Regions from separate parts of the Cricetulus griseus genome. Here region 1 is linked to region 2. A link is a contact called in public Hi-C data. All regions are on one chromosome and are shown on one strand. Each heading gives the region's core, a stretch centred on a gene start, on an enhancer-like site or on the middle of the called end of the contact. The rest is flanking DNA. Distances are from core to core; before and after follow the strand shown. Region 1 overlaps Prkn (E3 ubiquitin-protein ligase parkin). Region 2 has its middle 18 kb from the start of Agpat4.

Region 1 (3,895 bases), core at 364-2,863, 36 kb before region 2:
GAGGCAGAGGCAGGCGGATTTCTGTGAGTTTGAGACCAGTCTGGTCTACAAGAGCTAGTTCCAGGACAGCCTCCAAAGCTACAGAGAACCCCTGTCTTGAAAAACAAAAACAAACAAACAAAAAAGATTGGAGTATAGGCAAGTCCATGGGGGTATTGTCTTTTGTTGTTGTTGTTTGTATTTTGCTTTTTGAGACAAGGTGTCTCTGTGTAGCTTTGGAGCCTGTCCTGGAACTCACTCTGTAGACCAGTCTGGCCTCAAACTCACAGAGACTGTGGGAAAATGCTACAATGAAACCATTGCTTTGCACGTTGATTGGCATTAAAGTTGTGCACCACCACTGCCCGACTTTGAGTTCTTGTCCCAGCATCCCTGAGTGATGGACTGTGATATGGAACTGTGAGCTGAAATAAACCCTTTCCTATGCAAGTTGCTTTTGGCCATAGTGTCTTATCACAGCCATAAAAATCCTAACTAAGACGGAAATTTTTTTTTTTTTAATTCTTCTTCCAAGTTGCTAAAGGTTTCATTCATTTTGGCAACTGTCTTGTCTGTGTCCTGAATAAATGACCTTATTTCATCTGTCTGCTTATGTGGATCTCTGATTCTTTTTAAATGTCAGACTGTGAGCCAGGCATGGTGACTTATGCCTTTAGTCCCAAAGAAGGCAGAGGCAGGTGGATCTCTGATTTCAAGTTCACCCTGATCTACAGAGCAAGTTCCAGAACAGCCAGGACTACATAGAGAAACCATTTCTCAGAAAATAAGTAAATAGATAAATAAATGTCAGACCGTGGGGCCAGCGAGATGCCTTGGCAGGCAAAGACAAGATAAGGCAAGGACTGACCTTACTTCAATCCCTCTGCTGTGGCAGAAGAGATCTCATTGCTGCGAGTTGTCCTGTGTCCTCCATACACATGTGTGGCACGCACACACACTGCCTCCTCCTTGTCTGTGGTTATTGGAGTTGTGATCCTGTGGACGAGTCATGATGGGTTTTGTCTCATTTCGGGTGTCTCTTGATGATGTTCTGTGCATCCGTTGTGGTGGCTTTGTCCTTCAGTTTTAACTTCCCCCACCTCTTCCCCCACTCTTAATTTGTCTTCCATGTGAGTCCTCTGGGAGTTTCTTCATTAGGAATTTCATTGCCTGCTACTTTTGCAGAAGTGTGTCGTGGTGTCTGGAGGCCACTCTGATGAGTCACCATCAGACCTGGAGTTGAATGGCAGGAGGCAACTCTGTGAGTTCCACTTACGTCCCCAGTAAGGTTCAGACACCGGCCTTGGGGTGGAGACAACTGCAGTGTATAGGTTTTCATTCATTTATTTATTTTAGAGCTAAGGGCAGCAGTATTTATGATATGAAATAGGAGCCCAGCATGGAGGCACACACTTTCAATCCCAGAACTCAGACATCAGAGGCAGGCAGATCTCTGAATTCCAAGCTAGCCTGGTCTGCAAAGCAAATTCCAGGACAACCAGGGTTATACAGAGAAACCCTGTCTTGAAAAAAAAAAAAAATTGAAATGGGGAAATGGTCAGGGCTGGTAGCATGCAAGCCCAGACATAGCCGCATCCCATTTTAGGGTGGAGTTTAATGGGGATGGTAGGGCATGCCTGTGGGCTTCCCCTGAGCCAGCTCTGCAGAGCAGGATGCCTTCTGTTCTGTTTACGCTGTGGCTTCTGAAGTTACACCTCAAAGGGTTGCTAGGGAGCCTTTCCTTCTCATTAAAAGAGATGGCAGGGTGGTTCCAGACTGGCTTGCATTACAGCTGATAAGGTAAAAGCCCAGGTCACTCAGGGTGCAGAGGAGGTTAAGATGCCTCCACTGTAAACAAAGCCTTGTTTATGAGATTCCAGGAAATAGCTGGGGAAGGACTAAGGCCGTCCTTGTAGGTCATGCAGGCTCAGGCCTGATTCGTTGTTATTTATGAAATAAAAAATAATTTGCTTATTAGAAATTACTTCTGCATAAAAGGAATGTTGTTTTCAGCAGCAGCCTTCACGGCCATGTTCCTTGTGCTGCTTGTGATGCTAGACCCTCAGCAGGTGAGGAGCTCAGAGGCTCCCTCTCCAAGTCTCCTCAGTTTTCTCTGCCTTTCCATTCTGCTTGAGTGTGTGTGTGTGTGTGTGTGTGTGTGTGTGTGTGTGTGTGTGTGTGTGTGTGTGTGTGTGTGTGTGTTTTAGAGGAGTAGAGGTGAGTGCTGAGTTGGAGATACCGGAGTAGAGACTGTTGCTGTAGAAATGTAAAATAAGGAAGTTTTTTTGTAGATGAACACAAGTAAGAGAGAGCCATGGAAGTCTTCTGGCAAGGCAGAGGGCAAAACAGAGACTCCTAACAAAAAAGAAAACAGGGTGTAAATAATTTTAAAATGACAGAGAAAGCTAAGCAACGATGAAGTTGCCCTTAGTCAGAACATGTTCTTCAGTGAGATGATAGTGTCCCCCTCTCCTTAGATTGTCATTTATGTCAGCTGCAGTACTGGGGGGGGACTGCAGGTCTCAGCAGTTCAGATTGGTCACAGGTGTCCCTCCAAGTAGAAGGATTTCTGAGCCTGGACTTCTCTCTACCAGAACCCACCCTGCTTCTTCCAGAGGGTTAGAATCTAGCTCCTGGTGAACTGGGGATGGACCTTTCCAGGGGTAGGACCTTCTGTGATGTAGGCCAGAAGGGCTGTGGGTACCTTTGTGCGCCATCAGCCACTGGCTTTCACAGCTGGCTTCTGGCTCTACCATGCAGCTCACCCCTGGCAGTGGTGAGAAAATTTCTCTGGCAGACTGTCTCAGTTCCAGCTTCCCTAGACACATCTTCACTACACTACTTTCACCCCTACACCACTTCAATCTACTCCATATGTTTGCTTTTCAGTAGCCCATGCTGCCCCTGTGGGCACTTCACTGGTGGGAACAGTTACCTCTGGTTAGCAGGGTAGCTGTGACCTCAGCCCTGGTGGCAGCAGCAGTGGACCCTGGATCTATTGGTGGGAGAAGTTCCCTGGCATACAGCAAATTCAGGTGGCAAGGCAGGGGTTAGCAGGAGTCAGTCAGCCCTGTGGTACAGCAGCCTCATCCTCCCTCTGTCTGTCCCTGTGGATAAGAAATTAAGAACTTTAATTCACTATAGTTTTGACTTGGCACATTTATAAGACTATTTGGTATTTTAACATGTTCAGTGTGAATAAATATGAGTAATATAAAACAAGTAACATATAACAGCTCCTTCTCTAAAGGCAATCACAGGGAATTTATTCTGGGTGCACTCAATGGCATAATGGTACATTTGGGAGGTAGAGGCAGGAGGGTTGGGAGTTCAAGACCAGTGTCAACTACATAGTGAGTTTGAAGCCAATGTAGACTACATGAGACCCTGTCTCAAAAACAAGAGAAAGCAAAATATAAGTGATAAGACAATGAATTTACCAAATATGTTGGTAGTAACATCAGATGGACAGATTACATCTAAGTGGGAAATCTCTGCTGCCATTTTCAAATGCTATCTTACAACAAGCTTAGCTCTGGGCCTGCTGAAGTCTGTGGTCTGGCAAGAATACTTCCTGAAGGTTTTATCCTGTTATGGAGTTCAAGTCCACAGGGAAAAGTCCACAGAGTCAATTCAAATAATAATTAAATGAATTTATTAATTACTACTGGCAGGAGCACAGCCATATCCAAGGCTTGCCATGCAGAGGAGGCTACAGAAAGGGTTTTTAAAGGCAGGCACCACAATTTTCCCATTTTGTGGTATATACAACTAAGTGAGAAACCACTTCACTTCCCTCCGCTAGTGAGGAGCTGTCACTCACAGTCTGTTACACAGTGATGAGTGGGTTTGCATAGGTGGGAGCAAGAGGGTCATTGTTACAATCGTGGGGAAGGGAGCAAGGAGTCAGAATTGC
Region 2 (4,430 bases), core at 1,287-3,786:
TTTGTCTAGGGGGTGGGCCCCATGAGATAGTCTCCTTCCCTGTTAATATGTCCCTTGATAGTACCATTGTTCCAGACTTGTCTAGTCAGCCCTTTCTAGGAGAGACTGTTTCTGGCTCTTACATTCTCTCTTTAAAAAAAAAAAAAAAAAAAGCAGTAATTGTGTAACTGTACAGGATGCCAGAGAAAAGGGAATCAGAGAGCAGCATCTATGGTTCCCCAGACATTCCCTAAAATTCAGGCAACATTGTTGCTGTGAGCTCATTTTGTCCCAAGGGTGACAGTGATCCTGGTAAGATAAATAAGAAAGCAGGAGGGGTGGACTTGGGGGTGGGGTATGAGAAAGAGGAAAGGAGGGCCTGCCTGCAGGATTGAGGGGACAGGGGTACAGGGAGGTAGCTGCTCTCCCTCCACAGCCAGCATGGGCAGGCAACCTGGCAAGTGGGAAGGAGGAGATGTCATCACCAAGTCAGGAAGGGAGAGAGAGGTCAGCATACCAGTTCTGGGCCCAGGAGAGCAACGACAAAGCAAAGTATCCAGGAAGCCTTACGGGGACACAGTCCCAGCCTGGTGTCCTCTGTTCCTTCAAGGGCTCTGTCCTCTTCAGGCACGGAGCGTGTGCCTTGCTCTACAGAACATGAGTCATAGCTTAATACCCAGCTGACTGCCATGTTGTTACCGAAGAAGGAGCATGGACCTAGACAAGTTTGAACAGAGATGATCACTGCCAGTCCCAGGAGGCTCCTGAGTGGCCTTCTGCCACCCTGTGCTCCCTGCTCTGTAGCCAGAGGACCACCTACAGGCTTCTACTCATCCTGCCCCGCAGGCCTAGTAGGCAGTCTCCAGGGCTCAGGGCAGAGTCCATCATTGCCTTCCCAAAGTGATGTGGTAAGAGCGAGGACCCACCAAGCAGTCCCTATGCAGTCTTGAGAAGTATCCAGAGATCCTGTGATAGCTTCGTGAAAATGTGTCATACATACATGCACGTGTGCATATATACACGCATACATATGTAATGAAGAGAAAAATCAAACTATGAAATTTGCAGGGAAATGGATAGATCTGGAAATTATTCTATTAAGTGAGATGGCCCAGACTCAGGAAGATAAAATATTCTCTACCATATGCAAACCTTAACTTTTATTGTTCTGCATATATAATAAAGGGGATGGGACGGTGAGTATAGACTATGGGACTAGCAAGGAGTCCACTAGAGGGAGACAGGAGGTGTTGAAGAAGAGTGGTGGGGTGGCAAAAAGTCACTTGGGATGAAAGCAGGAAGTTGCTAGGGGGAAAGAGGATGTGGGGAGGAGGAGAGAAGCAAGCAAATATTTGTTTGGACAGTGCCATAAGAGAATATTTGCATGCTAGTAAGAAGAATATTTCAAAGAAGTCAGATGTCTGTTTAAGGGTTATTTTTTTAAGATGAATTTATTTATTATGTATACAACATTCTGCCCCCATATATGCCTGCACACCGGAAGAGGGCACCAGATCTCATTATAGATGGCTGTGAGCCACCATGTGGTTGCTGGGAATTGAACTCAGGACCTCTTGAAAAGCAATCAGTGCTCTTAACCACTGAGCCATCTCTCCAGCCCCATGTTTAAGGGTTATTTATGCATTAAAAAAATGAGATTAAAGGTCCTGGAACCATCACCCTGTTCGTCTTCCCTGCCTCATTCACTGTAACCTGAGCCATCAAAGGGATAATTATAGCCTGGTTGGTGTCCCAACCATCAGAAGTTGCTAGCGTCACCATATTTGGGGAAATAGCCTTTGAAGATGTAAATTGAAGGGGTGACATTAGGGTAAGCCCTAAACATCATGACTGGTGTCCAATAAGCAGAGGCGGTTAGAATGCTGACAGACATAAAGGAGGGACCACATGGTGACAGACACAAGGAGAGCCATTTATAAACCAGGGGGTGTCCAGCTTGCAGACGCCTTGCTCTTGAACATCTTCCTTCAGGTCCGTGACAAATACATTTTGGTGATTTCAGGCCCCAGCTTAGCGGCCAGTCCTAAAAGTGATGTAGGGAGAGAAGTCCACAAAGAAGGGCCCCATGCTGTCCCAGGGACCAGAGACAGTGGGCAGAGACTAGAGCTGGGCTTCACATGGAAAGGCTCCTGTGAACCCCCGCTGTGGTCTCTCATAGCCTCAGGGAACCCCAGGGGAGGAGCACTCTTACTCTAATCCTCCATGCACCCCCAGGGCTGAGAGTGTCAGCCAACTGCAGAGGTAGAGATGCAGAGGCCAGGGCACTGGGTGTCAGCCTACACTGCAGAGTAATGCCTGGCCTGGCAGCATCCACAGCACATATGGGTGACCAGGCTTCCTATGTGGGAATCAGACCCACAACCAAAAGGTGAAGTGGGGACTCCAGGCCATCTCCTCCTAGCACAGCCTTCTCAGCACCCCTACTCCTCTAGCCATGCTTCTGGAGTATGGAAAGCCAGAGCTAACTGATCTCTGAGGTGCCTTTTTTTTTTGTACTAAAGTTCTATGTTTTTGATTCATAATGGTGATTCATGATGAGTCAAGAAGGAAAAGGTTAGAGTATGTTCTGAAAATCCTGCGTAAGGAAACAGGCAATCCATGCACTCCATTGTTCAAATGCTTCACAGAGCTAAAAACCACTTTGTTGTTGAACCATAGAACACTCCACCGCCAAGACAACTGACTTCAGCGGAGCTGTTCCCTGCACAGTGCCAACAGTTTGACTGTCTGCAGGCCAAGCTGCCTCTGCAGAGCCCTCTGCTCGTGCCGTGAGGCTGTGCACTGTGGGCTTCGAAGTCAGAGAAGACAATTGGTGTGGAAGAGCAGATGGTATTACTGTGTGTGATAGCATTTAAACTTGGCATTGGCGTCAGATATTTTTCTCAAAAATACCCGGAAAAAAACATGCAGCTTCATGAAGGAATGCTTTACTTTGGCTCACAATCTAGTGGTGGTGTCCATCATGGTGTGAAAGGCAAGGTGGCAGGAGCATGAGGCCGCTGGTCACATTGCATCCACAGTCAGGATGCAGACAGAAGTAGACACTGGTGCCCTACTGATTTTTCTCATCTTCATTCAGTCTGGGCTCCGGCTAATGGAATGGAGCTGCCCACATTCAAGGTGAGTCCTTGTGGTGGGTTGAAAAAAAATGGCCCCCAAAGGGAATGGCACTATTAGGAGGTGTGGTCTTGTTGGAGGAAATGTGTCCCTGTGGAGGTGGGCTTTGAGGGCTCATATATGCTCAATCCACACCCAGTGTCTCAGTTCACTTCCTGTTGCCTGCTGATCAAGATGTAGGACTTTCAGCTCCTGCTCCAGCATCATGTTGGCCTGTACATCACCATGTCACATAACGATGATAACAAACTAAACCTCTGAAACTGTAAGCTACCCCACTAAGTGTTTTCCTTTATAAGAGTTGCTGTGGTCATGATAGAAACTTAGTTAGAAACCCTAAGACAGGGGGAGGGAGCTAGGAGAATGAGAAGGGGAGAAGAGGAGGGATGCAGAGGACATGAGGGAGCAGAAAGGTTGAGTCAGGGGAAGAATAGAAGATAACAAGAATGGAGATACCATAATAGAGGAAGACATTTTAGGTTTACAGAGAAATCAGGCACTAGGAAAATGTCTGGAGATCTACAAAGATGACACCAGCTAACAATCTAAGCAACACAGGAGACACTGTCTTAAATGCCCTCCCCCGATAATGAGATTGATGACTGACTTATATGCCACCTGATAGCCCTCATCCAGCAGCTGGTGGAAGTAGAAGCAGACACCCACAACTAATCACTGAACTGAACTGGAACCCAGATGCAGAGAAGGATGAGTGAAGAGCAAAGGGGTCCAGACCAGGCTGGTGAAACCCACAGAAACAGCTGACCTGAACATTGGGGAACTCTTGCTCCCCAGACTGATAGCTGGAATACCAGGTTGGAACTGATCCAGACCCCAGGAACATGGGTTTCAGTGAGGAAACTTTGGAAATCTACAGGACCTCCTATAGTAGTTCAATACTTATCCCTAGCAAAGGTGTGGACTTTGGAAGCCCATTCCACATAGAGGGATACTCCCTGAGCCAAGACACAGGGGTGGGCCTAGGCCCTACCCCAAAGGATACGATAGACCCTGATGACACCCCATGGAAGGCCTCACCATCCAGGGGGAGCAGAAAGGTTATGTGATAGGTAGGATTTTAGTTGGGGGGAGGGTGGTGGTAGGAGAGGACTAGGAGGAGAAGGGAGCTGGGATTGTCATGTAAAACAATCCTGTTTCTAATTCAAATAAAAAAAAATCTGAGAAAAAAAAAAAGAAACCCTAAGACAGTCCCCCCACTTCAGTCAACCCAATCTAGAAGCATCCCTCCAGGGTCTGCTGATTTGTCCCCTAGGTGAATCTAGCTCTTCTGAAGTTGACACAATATGCTTACA

Evidence for each region. A called contact is a pair of places that touch in the nucleus more often than the background predicts.
Region 1: a Hi-C map of the CHO-K1 cell line shows a contact between it and region 2, with 3 times the contacts expected there. The contact joins two enhancer-like sites. A contact is called at or near these places in 4 of 8 Hi-C or Micro-C datasets (the CHK-Q cell line, the CHL-YN cell line and the CHO-K1 cell line).

Annotation. Positions count from the first base shown.
Region 1 is chr2:288,910,064-288,913,958 of CriGri-PICRH-1.0, reverse strand. The region is part of intron 11 of Prkn (E3 ubiquitin-protein ligase parkin); the gene reads left to right. Among named protein-coding and RNA genes, the nearest start is that of Agpat4, 54 kb to the right of the region's middle. Within about 2 kb of position 1,613, at least 3 of the 6 cell types and tissues checked have open chromatin away from gene starts, as enhancers often do. A contact at or near this core is called in the CHO-K1 cell line, where this site is marked.
Region 2 is chr2:288,874,192-288,878,621 of CriGri-PICRH-1.0, reverse strand. No RefSeq gene overlaps it. Among named protein-coding and RNA genes, the nearest start is that of Agpat4, 18 kb to the right of the region's middle. Within about 2 kb of position 2,536, at least 3 of the 6 cell types and tissues checked have open chromatin away from gene starts, as enhancers often do. A contact at or near this core is called in the CHO-K1 cell line, where this site is marked.